Linked DNA regions of Oryzias latipes: region 2 is linked to region 1. Evidence: chromatin contacts called from public Hi-C data. All regions are on one chromosome and are shown on one strand. The core of a region is the stretch at or near the end of the contact, and the rest is flanking DNA. Distances in the headings are between cores, read along the strand shown. Region 1 holds the start of igsf9 (protein turtle homolog A). Region 2 holds the start of LOC101155946 (dihydropyrimidinase-related protein 2).

Evidence for each region. A called contact is a pair of places that touch in the nucleus more often than the background predicts.
Region 2: a Hi-C map of embryo shows a contact between it and region 1, with 2.6 times the contacts expected there. The contact joins the promoter of LOC101155946 here to the promoter of igsf9 in region 1. A contact is called at or near these places in 2 of 5 Hi-C or Micro-C datasets (both in embryo).

Annotation. Positions count from the first base shown.
Region 1 is chr12:23,875,640-23,878,900 of ASM223467v1, forward strand. igsf9 (protein turtle homolog A) reads right to left here and starts at 1,758. Exons shown (of 21, transcript XM_020707826.2): 1 at 1,512-1,758. LOC101166728 (transmembrane protein 230) reads right to left here. Exons shown (of 4, transcript XM_004075019.3): 4 at 2,028-2,558. The coding sequence ends at 2,418.
Region 2 is chr12:24,044,067-24,047,327 of ASM223467v1, forward strand. LOC101155946 (dihydropyrimidinase-related protein 2) reads right to left here and starts at 1,751. Exons shown (of 14, transcript XM_020707829.2): 1 at 1,235-1,751. The coding sequence starts at 1,486.

The sequences.
Region 1 (3,261 bases), core at 508-3,007:
AGTGGCAGCCCAAAGCTAACAATGGTGACAAAAACAAACATATTTGAAAAGTTGCTTTTGTCAATGAGGAAACAGAAGAAGAGCGTTGAACTTCAAAATAAAATATTTCTGTATTTAACAAACAAATACCAGGAGTCTTTGCTCCAATAAATATAGATATTTCTGTGACAGTTGTTCCCAGACCATAATAATAATGCAGAATATTCAGCAACCAGCTAACCAATGTTAAAAGGATGCCAATAATAAAGCTGCCCAAATGGTGGATTCATGTTTATTATTTATTATTTAGAAAATACCAGTTTTAAAGGACCGTTTGTGTTTTGTTCCGCCTTTGTATTTATCCGTCGCACCCATTGACCATCTGTAACAACTGGACCAAGGGAGAAATGTAGAGAATGTAGAAAAGGACTTCCTGTTCCAAGAAAATGAAGTCATTTCAGTCGCCATTTTTTCATAACAAGGCCAAGTTGGAGTCAGATGTCAACAGGAAGGATAGCGAGTGTTTCGAGTTGGTCTGAATCAATGTTTCTATGGAAAATATCAAAACAAATATCAAAGCGTCTGAATGGCCAGTTTTTAACCTTTATAAATTGTAATAAACAAAGAATTATCAAAATATTTTGGATTAGCACAAACATGTTCAAAGCAGGCAGCAGAGCTAGAATGATTATTCAGACAATTAATGACTGAGTAATAGCTGTTTATTTCTCTGTGGAAGTCTTTCAGATTTTGTCTTCTTGGAATAAGCAGTTACTTCCCGTTTGGAACAAGGGGATGAGTCACACTCCAGTCCTCATATGCAGTCATTAGTCATACCTATAAAAATCGATATCATTATTGAATTGGTTCCTACATGAAATCTAGAGTACAAACTAAGTTGAACTTTCAAAAGGAAAGGTAAACTGGAAGCTTTTTTCTTTTTAATTCTCCAATCTCAATAACCAAGAAGAAACCTCAATAGCAAAGTGCTAAACTAGGAAATGTCTTATATTTTGGCTCGGGCCTCTTCATAGCTGTTTTGAAAAAAATACCTACAATGTAACATAAAAGCAGAAACACCTTAAATGCGCTGAGCGGGATAAGAATCAAGTCTTATCAGCGCACACTCAGCTTCTCTTTATGTGAAAAGTTTTAAAATGAATTAACGGGATTAAAATAAAAAAAAGACAACTGCAGCATTTTCTCCAAGGAGCTTTTTTGAAGCCACGGCTTCCCATTACCGAGCGCGCGCGCACACACATACATCACTACACATGAGCGCGCGGCTGTTAAGGTCCAGAGAGCGAATTAACACGTTATAAAGGATGGCACCCACTGAAAGCAGAGAGGAAAAGGCACGGAGGCCTTAATTAAAGCACAGCTACTTTGCATTGGGAGATTTGAATTGACTTCAGTGACTTTCAGCCAATTTAAGAGTTTCACATGAAAGTCCCCGGTGGAAACGCCATTAACGACTCAACGAGATACTCCGTCCCCGTAAAAGCCGCTCAAAGTCCAAAACTTGGTCTTACCTGCAATTCGGTTACTGACAGTTTCCTTCTGAAGTCCTCAGCATATTTACTTCATGCCGGCCTTGCTAGTCTGGGTTTCCCCAAACCTTCTTTAGTCCGGTTGAAACACGACCCCCTTATTGTCCTTTAAAAAAAAACAAACACCGGCAACAGGTGTTCACGTACAGGTGAGGAAGGAGGAGACGCTGCGGTGCTGCTCTCAGGCTTGAAGCAGCCTCCCCCTGGCTGCTATCCACCCCTCCTCCCTGCTGCGTTCAAAGGCCTCAGGACAAACCAAAGCTGACTCCTGCATCCCAGCCCTCTCGCTGAATAACGTTAGGGCCCGAGCTGATCCAAAGGCTGCGTCAGTTTGGGATGCCGCCCATTCCTCCTCCACTGGAAGGAAACCACTAGAGGGCGTCTTTCCCCGTCAAACCCGGGAGAACCTCCCTGTAAGGCCTACAACTCTGCTTTAAATACATTTTATGTTTCACTGTTTTTCAATCAATAAAAGCAAAACCTTTAATGTCAAAAAGCTTCTTTTTTCACTTATTGTCCTTTATTTTTTACCAAATCAAGTTAAAATACTGTCTTACATTCAAAAATGACAGTTTAGGCTACAAACAAAGAATAATTCAATCAAAAATATTCATCAGTCACTTAATCTGTTTTAAAGTAATACAGTCCAAGCTCTCATACATATCCGGATACAACATTGTTGTGATTGATTTTCATAGTAATTAAAACTGCTGTGCAAGCAGCATACAGATAATCAGTCATGTAGTAAATTAAAGCATTAATATGAAGGCTAACAAGTTTCCATGGCTGAGTGTTGATGTGAGTTTTGCTACTTCTAATCGTAAAGTGAAGCAGCTAAAGTTTGAAGGAGGGGTGGGTCATGATCCTGGTTACAGCTGGAGGCTCAGCTCAGTCTCCAAAGTCTGGGATGTCGTCGTAGGAGTATCCTCTGCAACCCTTCGCGGCGTAGCAGGCGATCCTCAGATGGTAAAACCCAGGAAGAAAGACGAGAACGCCAATGATGATGAGGGGAATGGTACGGTCGGGATGCTGAGGACACAACACAGATCGACAGTTTTTCTTCCTGTTTCACAACGTTCACCACAACCACTGTTGTTAGTCTGTGACTTGTTAATTAAATTTTTTTCATCTAAGTTAATATTTTTGAACTGAAGTGATCTTACATGAATAAAAATTAACTGTCCTTTTTGTTTCACTGCTGTTGACTAAATCAAGAGGCATTGAGAGCTTTACCAAAAAATACACACACGTCTTTTCTCAAGAATACACACATTTTAAAAATTGACTTTTGATCAACCCACCTCCGTTTTTAACTAACAGCATCAGCTCCGTCTGCTACCATATTGTAATGTTAGTTTACTTCTGTATTCTTGGTGTGATCGCCATCGTAGTGTCTGATGCAGTCTGGTGTCAGAACAGAGATGTTTAAAGACCTTAGTGTCTGACTTGAATCAGATTTTTCTTCTAAAACACATATACAAGCTATCACACACAAAAAAAAAACATATCTACCATCTTAAAACAATGTATGTATAAATCAATAAGTTCATTTAATTTCCATGTTAGAAAAATAATTTCTCAACTTCTGCTCCCTATACTTGATAATCAGAATTACTTCATTACTTTAACGGCCCAAGATTTTATTTGATAGAAATTCAGGAAAAAATGCTTTTTGAATTTGCGCTCCCAAAAAAATGGAACTACCTTCCCCCTTCTGTATGTTCTTTTACAT
Region 2 (3,261 bases), core at 501-3,000, 170 kb after region 1:
TGGGGAAAAAGCACCAGCCACTACACCACCATGACACCCTGGCACAAAGTTTTGTCATTTACTCAAAATTAATTTTTGCAAAGTACCGTGAATCTTTTTGACCCTGAAAACGTTCAGAATTTCATGTGCAACAACTGTGAAAGAAGCTCTTCAGCTGATACTGGAACAGCAGTGGACATTGGTTGGTTCATATCTACTTAGATTTGAGGAAATATCTTAATATTTCATCTTGTTTCATCTTGCAGAACTTTACAAACAGAATTGTTTTCTGTCTTTTACATTAGAACAAACTTTATTCGCACACAGCTAACTTACTTTGGCATCCGTTGTTCCCACAGTGCTGTAACATAATCAGTGATGTACCATGCAAATCAAACTAGCTAAAACCATCTCATACAATCGATGCATTTTATGAGGAAGATATTATCATTTAATTCCACATAGAGAACAGATGGGCCAATGAAACTGACAAGACAAGATGGAAGAGTAAAGAGACGACTGATCAATAGTTAATATGACACCAAAGGTTTTAACAATACTCGAAGTGCTTAACTATTTGGTGAAGGAAGTAACCATGGGTGCGGCTAGTGCCATGCAACCACCAAAATATGATTACAGGGGTGTAAGGGGGCAAAAGAAAAATGGATATGGTTTCCTGCAAGTCATGCATGCAGAGTCCTGCAGCAGCAGCTCCATCCACGCCCTGAAACCTGCTGCAAGAGGCAAACAATCGGAGAGAATCTGAAGAAATGAAGCAACTTTTTTTCTCTAAAATTGCTTCTGACTGGTTTTGGCCATAGCCCCTTGATGCCTATCAACGCAAATATACATCAAACCACTTCTGCTCCAAATTTACCTTAATTTAGCATTAATATGAAAGCAAGGACAGAAGTGACTTTTTTTTCATAAGTGGAAATAAATTCCGTGAGGAGTCAAGGTGTTAAGTTCATCCTTTGTTGAGGAAACTATTGGGTTCATGCAGGTGTTTGCTTCTTCAGAACAGCTGACAATGGTCAGCAGAACACCATAAAGCAGCATTGTGAGCTTTGCATGACAGGCCCTTTCTGTTAAATCCCAGTGCTTTCTGGGAAATGTAGGCATTTGCGTTGAATGGGTTACTGAGGCGCTTCTCTAACTCAAGAAAGTGGATCCAACTGACATCAATTTAAATGATGGATGCTCAGAACCAATGAGAGAGGGGTAAATAATTGAAAGAGTCAAACAAAAAAATTACCCGTTTGTCATCCAGGTTCTGGAGGGCTTCCTTCCCCGTGCTCTCCCGGATCTCCACCTTCCTGCGCTGAGAGATATCCGTCTGCCGGTCGATGACTCTCCCGCCGCCCCGGCACGCCGACAGCGCGTCCAGGTCCAGCGTCTTACCGTCTGCAGAGCCCTCCACCGGGCAGAACACGCCGCAGAATTTCTGCCGGGGCCTGGGGGGGCTGTCGGAGCTGACGCTCTGGAAGAAGGCTCCAGCGGTGGACATGCTGTCTGTCAGTTGGAGGGAGTCTCAGCTTCTGCTTCTTCTTGTCGGCTCAGCGCGTCTGGTCAGCCACCGCCTTTTTTTTTTTTTTTTTTTTTGAAGGTGCGCCCACTGTGACAAAAGAAACCAACCTGCGAGAAACCCCCCCACAGCAGAGAGGCAGACGGCTGTTTGATCTGCTAACTCTGACTGAGAAAAGCCCCCACAGGACTAAAATATCCGGCTGGCTTTGTCACAGTAATGATCCAATAAGAACGTCAGTTGATCTGAGTGTGTGGGAATGACTGCCTCCCCCGCCCCCCTGCCCCCCCCAACCACACACACAGCGCAGGTCCTCAAGCTGCAGGTGTTCAGGTGTTCCTGTCTGCGGGGAGCATCCCTGAGGTCCACAAGGGATCAGCACCAAGGAGAGCTCCTGAAAGTCACACCCTGTCCAACCAGGAGGGCGCTGAAAAGACAGCGCCCAGCACACACCCTCTGAATCTCTATTCACTTCAAACACACCCTATTTAGATTTCCAAAGCCCCCCCACCCCCGACAAAAAAAGACAACAGCATGTATTTATGTCTTGAAGCGTTTGACCTGCTGTGAAATCCTTAAGTCTTTTATTTACATTAGTTTTTCTTCCACTTTTTAGTATTCATTATACTCTAAAAATCTAGAATTAACAATAAAACAGTAATTTATGTCTTTGATCAGATTTCAAAGACATCAGTAAAATGTTCATTTAAGACCCACTTGACTAAAAAAAAATTATCCGAGTGGGACATTAAACAGCTTTGACGTTTTGTATTATCTGCAGCAAATGGTGGATTAAGTAAAACTAAGACATAATTAAAAGTTTGGAGGAGCACCAGATAAGTTTACTTAAATGTTTTTCATCATATTTCTAAGATGTCTAACTTAAAAAAAATCAATGTCCAAATGGAGAAACCTTCTCTCGTCAGAGGTGAGTCTGAGACATTTCCTGTGTCTCATGTTCAATCCATGTTCCACCCATTTCCCCCAGAGACCAGGATCCCACCGATGATGAACACTAATGACTGCCCCCACCTTTGAGACACACCAAGACCCCCAACTAAGAAACAGGACATCAGTCGACTATTCTGACAATCACCGGATTATAATAATCTGCTAACATTGTATTTAGTAAATCAACTTTATGCCACGCCTCCAAAGCAGTCAAAGCATAAAGGACCTGATTTCTTCATCAACCGTCAGAACTGAATGAAGAAGCTCCTGAAAAAAAGAGCAAAGCAGCTTCTGAATCAGGCCACAACCCCTTCATGTCATTTGTTGCTAATTTGGAATGTACCATCAAATCCAGGACTCAACTTAATTTAGCATCACCTTGAACGGGAAAAACACTGAAGAATATTTTTATACATTTACAAATAAAGCCCGGCATGACGGGGTTAAAGTCCACTGTCTCAGTAGAACAGAACTCAGATTTAAAAAACAAACCTGGCTCTTATCGAGAGAAAACTATCATTTTTCAGGTGGAATTTTCTGCAGATCCTGCAGTTGAAAGCAAATAAAAAATGTTTAAATTCTTTTTTATGTTCTGCAATCATGTACCATAATTGCAGCAAAAGCCTAAGTTATCACTGTTTTGTAGACAAGCACTACACTTGGGAAATCCTCTGAGTTTCTGAGAATTTGTTCCAGTTTAATTATGTGCCCCATAATTAAAACAAACAATGGTGGAGCTTTCTTGCCTCACAGCAAGAAGGCCCCCGATTCAAGTCCCGGCTGGGGGACCTGAACCAGAACACCAA